Regions from separate parts of the Gossypium raimondii genome. Here region 1 is linked to region 2. Evidence: chromatin contacts called from public Hi-C data. All regions are on one chromosome and are shown on one strand. Each heading gives the region's core, a stretch centred on a gene start, on an enhancer-like site or on the middle of the called end of the contact. The rest is flanking DNA. Distances are from core to core; before and after follow the strand shown.

Region 1 (5,108 bases), core at 2,059-4,558, 230 kb after region 2:
TTATTGTTTTTGAAATTTATAATTTTAATGAAATGATTTGAATTTTTAATAACTTTTAAGATAATTATGATTTTTAATTTTAAAAAGTTTGGAACTTTTATTAATTTTTTAATTTTTAAATAATACTTTAAAATTTTAAATTATTTTTAAATTTTATTAGTATTTTTATAAGATTTTATATATTTTTTTGAAGTTTTGGAATTTTATGATTCGTTATGATTTTTGGACTTTTAACTTTTTTGTGTGTGCTTAAAAATTTAAATTTTTAACCAACCATATATATCATATATTTTGTGTTATTTACCTCGATTTTTATTATTTTGAAAATAGATTATAATTTTAAAATTATAATATATTATTTGAGTAATATCAATAGTTTCTAATTTTAAATATTTAAAATACTTAAATTACATACACTGTTATGCACGGTTTAATAAAATTGAGAAAATAATAATAATTAAAAACGTCATATTAACGGATCAAAACTTAATTTTATAAAACTACTAAATATTTAAAATTTTAAATAATATTATTTATAAATTTAATTTATTTATATATTTATAAATTTAAATAATAATTAAAATCAAATCTTAATTAACGCACATTGTCATCATTACACGATTATTTTCTTAAATTAATGATTATATATAAATTATTTATTTTAATCACAAGCATTATATTTACTTATTTAAATAATAAATTTGCTTCTAACTTTCTATGACATATTGAAAAATGATTTTAAAAATAAATAAACAAGAAAAAATATACCAATTCATTCAATTAGAATAACCAATATTATGTAAAATGGACTTTAAGGCAATAAAATAGAGATTTATATTTTTGCGAATGGGTAAATTCCTTTTAAACTTATCCATGTTTTGTAAATTATTTAAAGGTGTCCATTCCTAAATCACAATTTAAGTCCTCATTATTTCCAACCTTTTAAAAATTAAGAAATTCCTTTACTAAAATTAAAAAATAGGCCCTATTATTTTCTTGTTTGTTCTTAAGAAAACCCACCTTTCAGTCAAAAATCAAATAATTTATGTAAGTAATTATAAATTTTATTTTGAAAATAATTATCAAAGAAAATAATTTATTATTATTATGTTTCGAGATTTGATTTTATAAATAAATATGATTATAGAAAATATATTTTAGTTTTATTACAATATTAGTAGAAAATGTTATATATTACAATTTAAAAATTAATCAATACAGCCGATAAACTTGTGCATTCTATGAGAAAGAAAACTAGAATATAATTACATTATAAGGTTTAAGACCCTAACTGACAAAGAAAACTAGAATATAATTACATTATAAGGTTTAAGACCCTAACTGACATAGACACTTTTTTTTTTGACACATGGCATATATATAATATTAACACGTGAACTTTCAAATTACTTTTATCATGTAAAAACGATAAGTTATCTTATGGATTCTTCCCACCATATCATTTATGGTCCCTTTTTAATTATTTAATGGTATTTCAACATTTTTTTCCATGTCATTGACACATAATTTTGTTAATTCTTTTACCTTGAACCTAGTATCCAAAATCTTGACCTCGAACTCAAAACATTGACCTTATACCCTAAACCCTAAACTCAAACCTTGATTCCAAATTCGAACTCCAAGTCAAAACCCTAAATCTTAAACTCTAAACTCTTATGGTTTAGGGTTTAGAGTTCAACTTCGAGATTCAGATTTAAAGTTTGGGGTTTTGGTTTGAGTTTAAGGTTTAGGTTCATAGTTTGGAGTTCGGTGGTTATGTTCAGGGTTTGAGGTTTATAATAAAAAAATTACCAAAATTATGTGTTAATGAAATGGAAAAAAAATTCTAAAATATCATTAAATAATTGAAAAATGATCATAGATAATATGGTGGGAAGAGTCAATAAAATAATTTATTTGCCAAAGCATATCATTTTAAAAACAAATTGGGATAATTTTCCTTTCAAAAATAAATTGGAATAACTTTGTTTTTCACTGCTTTCTACATTACTAATTAAATAAGTTAACAATTGTTTTGAAAACTAACTTAATTTTATCCAAATTACTAATTCTTTATATTTACAAAATGCTTACCAAATACAATTTTGAAAATTATTGAAAGAAATAATTAAATAAAACATATTTAAATAAATACACATGAACGCACAAGTAAGAAAAATATAAAGAATAAATTAATTATTTTTATCAGATATTAATGAAACCAATTAAGACCATTATTGAATTTTCTTATTTACTCACTTTCAATATATATAAAGACTAAATTATTTTTTTAAGGACTGATTTGTCGAATTTGAAAATTGACAAAACCATACATAGTATTTATACTTGAATAGATGACTTACCACACAAAATTAGCACTTGCTTCACTGCTTAAAATAATAAAACTGCATTAAAGGCAGCAGATATTATTATATCCACGACTAGTGAAGTAAAAGAACTCTATATAAACCGATTTAAAAAGATGTTCAATGCTTTTTTTTAATATTTTATTATTATTCTAATTATTAGTTATTATGGGGCTGAGACATTTTCTTTCTTTAACAAAGTAAAAGACAACAAAATCATTACATTATTGAGTTGTAAATTACCTAATATTAGGTGTTTATAAGTTGGTCTGGTCAGATTTAGGTCAAATTTAAATATGATATTAATATATTTCATATTTGTTTAAATTTATTTCGACTCGATTTAAAATATGGGTTTAAAATTTTGTTAAAGCACGCCAATACTTGCAAAAGATTAATCTAAGTCTATTTTAGGTCCATGATATTATATTTTTAATTTTTAAAAAATTATGTTATTTTAATTTAATATTTTAATTTATTAAATTTTTTATATAGTCATCTTAATATTATTTTAATGTTTACATTAGACTAATATTATATATTTAGTATAAATTTATTTTTTATAACTTATAAGTTACATAATACATATATAAAATATTATGAACTTGAAAATGGATTAAACCAAACTTAGATTTTGAATGTTTGAGTTTAACTTATTTTTTAAATGAGTTTAATTTTTTTTTATCTAAACTTTAATAGTTTTATTTTCTACTCTCTCAAATTTCGAGCTAGTCTTAATGCTGATAGTGCGTACGTGTGAACAGGTAGACCCCAATACTCCTCAATATTCAGTTAAGGCTTCACGATGCAATGGGAAAAGCTTTTATATTTTCATTAAGCTAATTTCACGATGGATAAGTACGTTCACCCCGAAACGCAGCCGTTTATGATGATTTTGCAACTATTGTTGTAGGGTCTAGATAATGTACGTCAGGTTGGCTTGGCAAAATACTGACTTCACAACTCACTCTCTTCAAGGCTGTGTGACCCTCATTCCTCGTACTCATTTCCTACTTCAAATCTGTCTTTAAAATCACAGTCGAAGAGTCCTTGGAGTTTGTGAATGACCCTTATTGCATACAGGTAAAGGGTATCTGTTATTTACAAACATGTGGCTGTTTGGCAGAAAAGGGCCATCCGGGTTTTCGTCATCTTCCACAGCTGAGGAAGTTACACAGGGGATCGATGGCACTGGTCTCACTGCCATTGTTACAGGTTTGTCGACTTTTTAAATTTCGCATGCAGTGAGGAAACTATTTTGCTATGTTCTTGTTTCTCGCATGTAATGTAATTTTCTTACAGTTTGTTTTTCTCCTGATGATTCTGTTTTGAGTCTTTGACATTTGGATGCATATTTTATGTTGATAGAGAATATGAGAAGTAGAAATTTTATGGTTTCTGTTCTTATGTTTGGTTCAATCGTTTTCTTATGTTTCTAACAAGCATAGTTTCTCTTTCATGGTGAACGTAATTATAGGAGCATCCAGTGGTATTGGCACTGAAACCGCACGTGTTCTTGCTCTGCGTGGTGTTCATGTAATTATGGGGGTCAGGAATGTGGCTGCTGGTAGAGATGTTAAAGAAGCAATTGTGAAGGAAATTCCAACAGCTAAAGTTGATACAATGGAATTAGATCTCAGTTCAATGGCATCTGTGAGGAAATTTGCAGCAGATTTCAGCTCCTCAGGTCACCCTCTGAATCTCCTTATGTAAGTAGACAATGAGAGTGGGCAGCCTTTTATATATCAATTCCCAGCCAGTGTAGTGACTAAGTTTATAGTCATCTGCTTGTTAAATCTGCTATTTGTGACATCAATCTCCAAATCCCAGTCTGCTTACCGATGTATACATGATTAAACAACTCCTGCAATAGTCTTCTTAGGCAATCATTTAAAGAAGATTATAAAACTTGTTTTCTTTGCTGTCAGTAATAATGCAGGAATTATGGCAACTCCTTTCATGCTTTCAAAGGACAATATAGAACTACAGTTTGCAACCAATCACATAGGTATGTTAGCATAAACCTGATCCCAATGGCATTCTCTTCTTGACATTTTGAAGCTTGAACATACAACTCTGTAATAGAAATGGATAATCTTTTCCAGTGTTTACTTTATGGAAGCAGCCCATTTTCATAGTGATGGTGAATTTAGAACATCTAGGTATAAAAATAGTTTTTTCCATCTCGTTTTCCTCTCTCTGAACTCTAAATCTAAACATAGCTTGTTTTGCAACCTATTGTTCATGTTTTCTGTTGCATAGAGTTTGGTTATGGTTAATTGCTTCAGGAAAGGGGAGGAAAGAAACAGAAACTAGGCCATTGTTAAAGCTTTGTTGTATAACTTTTTTTTACAAAAACAGGTCATTTTCTTTTGACAAATCTCTTGCTGGACACTATGAAGAAAGCTGCACGGACAAGCAAAAGAGAGGGAAGAATTATAAATGTCTCATCAGAAGCTCACCGTTACACTTATAAGGAAGGAATTCAATTTGACAAGATTAATGATCAATCGGGGTAACACCATAAACCCTCTCTAAAATGCATTCAGTTATGCCCTTATTCTCTAATTAGAGATTCTGAGGAAAAGCAAATTTCAATGTCTTCTTGGGAAAAATACATGTTTTGTTCCGGAAGAAGAAATTGACTATTATCTCTTAAACTTTGACATGATGACTTTTCCTTAGTTAACATATGTGTAATGGTTCTTATAATGATATTCTACTATCAATGTCGTTTAGCAT
Region 2 (5,081 bases), core at 1,247-3,746:
ACTTTTTCTTGTTTGTTGGCTTGATCCTAATATCCAATATTTTATAAAATCATTAATCATAAAACGGACCAAATCAGAACTATTAACTAATAAAATAACTTGAGCTCTTGGCGATTATGGTTTATGAAATCCTGTAATGATATCTACCGGATGCTTACGGATTAATTGTGCAATCGTTCCCATGAAAAAGGATCAAAATTTGGCAAATCACTGTTTCTCTCAATGCGAGTTACAGAAGATCACACAAAAATGAGATGGGATGGGTGACTTCACTCTCCCTCTCTACATCACCATAACTTAAGAGTGATTTCTAATATATTTATAGTACCAAATTACATAGTTACCAAAAAGCAATATCCCATACAAAACCATATGCATCCGTACGAGTCTAGTATCTATCTACTGATGTAAAGATGTTCGTAAACAAAAAAACATAAGCCAGGAAACCACATTTCTAACACCCAAACCAGGAATTCAGGTTGAAAGAACAGAAAAAAAAAATTCCAAAACGTTAAGAAAGCAAACAGTAAGAAACACACACTACTACTATTCCTGGAGATCCTCCTCCGCATCCTCCTCCTCCTCATAATCATACTCCTCATCAGCTGTTGCATCTTGATATTGTTGGTACTCTGAAACCAGATCGTTCATGTTGCTCTCAGCCTCCGTAAACTCCATCTCATCCATTCCCTCCCCAGTATACCAGTGCAAGAAAGCCTTCCTGCGAAACATGGCAGTGAACTGCTCACTTACTCTCCGGAACATTTCCTGAATAGATGTCGAGTTTCCAATGAACGTTGAGGCCATCTTCAAGCCTATTGGAGGAATATCACAAACAGTAGACTTCACATTATTGGGGATCCACTCCACAAAGTAAGATGAGTTCTTATTCTGGACATTAATCATTTGTTCATCAACTTCCTTGGTGCTCATCTTGCCACGGAACATGGCTGAAGCAGTCAAGTATCGCCCATGGCGAGGATCAGCAGCACACATCATGTTTTTGGCATCCCACATTTGTTGAGTGAGCTCGGGAACAGTAAGAGCCCTGTATTGCTGTGACCCTCGAGAAGTAAGTGGAGCAAAGCCAACCATAAAGAAATGCAGGCGAGGGAATGGAATGAGATTGACGGCAAGCTTGCGTAGATCTGAGTTTAATTGACCAGGGAAACGAAGGCAGCATGTCACACCACTCATGGTGGCTGAAATCAAGTGGTTCAAGTCTCCAACTGCATTCAATCAGGATGAACAAATGACATCAACAGACCTTTTACAGTTGAAATATGAAATAACAGCAACGTGAAAAAGATTGACGTACAGCTTGGAGTAGTGAGCTTCAGTGTACGGAAGCAAATATCATATAAAGCTTCATTGTCCAAAACCATACATTCATCTGCATTCTCAACAAGCTGGTGAACAGAGAGAGTAGCATTGTAAGGTTCGACAACAGTGTCAGACACCTTAGGGGAAGGGAACACAGAGAAAGTGAGCATCATTCGGTCTGGGTATTCTTCTCGGATCTTGGAAATCAAAAGTGTTCCCATGCCCGATCCAGTTCCTCCTCCCAATGAATGGCATACTTGAAATCCTGAAATGTTAGAAAATGATTGTCAAATCCTTAGATGTGAGGAAATAGAAGAAGGCAAATTCCAATCTAAAGCTAGATCATAGATTCCGCAAAATTTTTAAATCACACCTAAAAAGCATAATATTCGAATTAAGAATGATTTAGATTTATTTGAGCAACCAAATAGAGAATCTTCCTTCCGAAACTTGAAATTTGCTAGTAAGTTGAAAATTCACATTAAACAAGCACATAAAACCTTCCTAAATTGTCAGATCCATGGTGAAAGTAACATAAAAGAACCACATATGAGTTTAAACCAACAGTTAGAAAAAGTGAAGCCAACAAATCCTTCTTGTACCGGCTAATCTAACTCTAAACTTGAAAAATCCAAACCAAAAAATAAAGCATGCTTAAAATTATAAAAACACACGTTACCTTGCAAGCAGTCACAGTTTTCGGCTTCTTTCCTCACCACATCTAGCACTGAGTCGATCAACTCAGCCCCTTCCGTGTAATGACCCTTGGCCCAGTTATTCCCTGCACCGGACTGGCCGAAAACGAAGTTGTCAGGCCTGAAAATCTGCCCGTACGGCCCGGATCTAACACTATCCATAGTGCCAGGCTCCAAGTCCATAAGGACGGCTCGTGGAACGAACCTCCCGCAACTCGCTTCATTGTAGTAAACGTTAACGCGCTCCAGCTGCAAATCATTGTCTCCTTGATAGCGTCCCGTTGAATCTATGCCGTGCTCTGCGCAAACCACCTCCCAAAACTTGGCACCGATCTGGTTGCCGCACTGCCCTCCCTGAATATGAAGAATCTCACGCATCTTTCCTAGGACTCGGATTTCGGAGAGTAAAGTCCAAAGAAAATGAATTTTCAGTGAGGGTTTTTTTTTTTTTTCCTAAATGAAAGACGGAAACAGAAGAATTATATAGGGAGGAGATGACAGAAGGTGGTGCTTGCCGTTAGGGTTGACGGAGTTGGGTGACGGCTGACGAGGCCATTAAGCTTAATAAAGGGGGATATTTCGAATTTTGAAAATTTCGGGAAAAAGGAATAAACCCCTGGGTTTAAATGAAAACGAAATCTTTACGCGTAGTTGATAGGGTTGAACATGACGCGCGATTTTCATCATGCCATCATGCGAGTGTGAGTCTTCAGATGCTTTTATTGTGCGTGAGCGTGAGGGTGGAGATTGTAACCACGTGATTTTGGGAGAGATCCATGTGACTGCTACTTTGGCTACCGTCGAGGCGAAGGGCATGTTTAGAGCTGTCCATGGGCCGGGTAAATATGGGCCTGAAATTTTGCCCAGGCCCGGCCCGATTTTTAATAAATACAAAAAAATATTTTAAAAATAAAAAAAATAAAAATAAAAATATTTTAAAAGTATTTTAAAATTAAAAAATAAAAATAAAAAATATATATTTATTATATTCGGTCGGGCCGGGCTGGGCCCGGGCCAAAAAAAGTTGAACCCGAGCCCGGCCCATTTTTTAAACGGGCCTCATTTTTTGCCCAAGCCCATATTTCGGGACTATATTTTTACCCGAACCCTCTCATATTTCGGGCAGGCCGTCGGGCCGGGCCGCCATGGACAGGTTTAGGCGTGTTCGGGGTTTTCCTTTTTCTTTTTTTTTTTCCTTATAAAGATATTTGTCTAAAAGATACTTGAAATTTTATCAGACACTTATTACTGAAACAATTACAAATGTAAAATATAAACGTATATTTAAAATTAATATAAAATAAATAATACATATAAAATATGTATGATATTAAAATAAAAATTTAAATTAAATTATAAGTAAAAATTTAAACACATAAATACATCAAATAAAAAGTACTAAATGCACTACAATTATTTATCAAGTTTTTGTCATCAATTATGAGTTAATCTCGAGTTGGTTTGTGACATCAACTTAATGAACAACACTATTAATACTAGAAATTCTATCACATACATGTATATATATGCAAAAACCACATATTTAGAATATAGAGATGTATTTAAAAATAACATATAATAAATTATAAGTAAAATGGACAAAATTAAATTAAATTGTAAGTAAAACGAAATTTAAACATATAATTGATGAAAGTAGTAAATTATGCATATTAAAATGAAAATGTAAGAAAATTATTATGCATAGTAAATTGGTGTGGGTTCAAATCCTACCATATGCATATTTTTATTTTTAAAATTAAAAAGACTAAAATAACCTCAAATAATATAATTTATTTTAATATAGAAGGTCATTTTGTAATTTCTCTAATCAAATTTGTGTCCGTAATTTGTGACATTAACATACTCAAGAATTTTATTAATAGTAAGTATAGATATACAAATTATGAAAATAATAAATTGTGCATATTAAAATAAATATGTATACAATATATCAAAATGAAGTTTTAGTTGAGTGGTAAATTTAAAATTCTATTAATCTAATTGGGGTAGCTTCAAATCTCCTACCATATGCATATTTTTATTGGTTTTTGTTGAAATGAAAATTATAAAATACACATGAGTAATATAACTTATTTCAATTATGGAAGGACATTTTATAATTTCTCTAACCGAGTTGGTGCCCGAACTAATGACACCAACTCTAAAACGCTTTCAAATTACAATGTTTTAAGTATAAATCTCATTCTTTATAATTTTTAAATTAAAAGATAAAAATATTCTCATATTAATATAATTTAATTTATAAAATTGATCTTTTAAATAATTATCTAATTAAATTAATACTGAATTGACTCATAACATCAACTTTATCAAGAAATCATATATATATATATATATATATATATTATAAGGTCTTTAGAAATAATCATAGGTGACATATTTAAGAATAGCAGGGGCAGAGTCAAGGGAAAGATAGCAGAGACAAAGTCAGGGGGTCTAGCAAGGGTTAGGCTCCCCTAAAATAGAATTTTTTTTATTTAGGCTCTTTTATCATTTATAAAATTTTAAATTAGTAATAATAAAATTACACTTTAGCCCCTAAAAATGATAAAATTTTGATTTAATTTTTAAAAATTATAAAGATATAAGCTATTAAAATGGTAAAATTATATTTTTACTATTATAAAAATATATATTTTAATTTTGCCCTTAAAAAAAATTTTGCTTCGCCCTAGTGAACAATGTCTATACTTGACAGATTAACATTTTATACATTAAACGAATCTAGGCTCCATAATTTAAAACACATTTTGAAATTATACAATTATTTTTTAACTTAAAATAAAAAATCATAAGTTAAATAACAATTTAATAAATTAAAGGTAATATTAAAATATAGTTTGAACATTAAAACTCTTTTAAATTAAAACTAACACAATTTATTTCAAAATTTTTATAACAGTTAAGATTAACATTAAAATTAAAAATAAATAAAATAAAATTTATTTAAAATCCAATTAATATCAGAATTAGCAACCAAGTTTTAAAAAGGTGTAAAAAATTTATATAATAGAAATATCATATTTAAAACACTTTATAAAT

Evidence for each region. A called contact is a pair of places that touch in the nucleus more often than the background predicts.
Region 1: a contact with region 2 is called in a Hi-C map of leaf, with 4 times the contacts expected there. The contact joins the promoter of LOC105798548 here to the promoter of LOC105798541 in region 2. A contact is called at or near these places in 2 of 2 Hi-C or Micro-C datasets (both in leaf).

The regions. Positions count from the first base shown.
Region 1 is chr9:17,016,614-17,021,721 of ASM2569854v1, forward strand. LOC105798548 (short-chain dehydrogenase TIC 32, chloroplastic) reads left to right here and starts at 3,309. Exons shown (of 7, transcript XM_052621477.1): 1 at 3,309-3,581; 2 at 3,844-4,053; 3 at 4,728-4,881. The coding sequence starts at 3,476.
Region 2 is chr9:16,782,532-16,787,612 of ASM2569854v1, forward strand. LOC105798541 (tubulin beta-8 chain) reads right to left here and starts at 2,497. Exons shown (of 3, transcript XM_012628653.2): 1 at 2,003-2,497; 2 at 1,319-1,588; 3 at 294-1,229. The coding sequence starts at 2,396. The coding sequence ends at 547. It overlaps LOC105797501, which reads left to right and starts at 2,704. Exons shown (of 8, transcript XM_012627460.1): 1 at 2,704-2,857. The coding sequence starts at 2,704.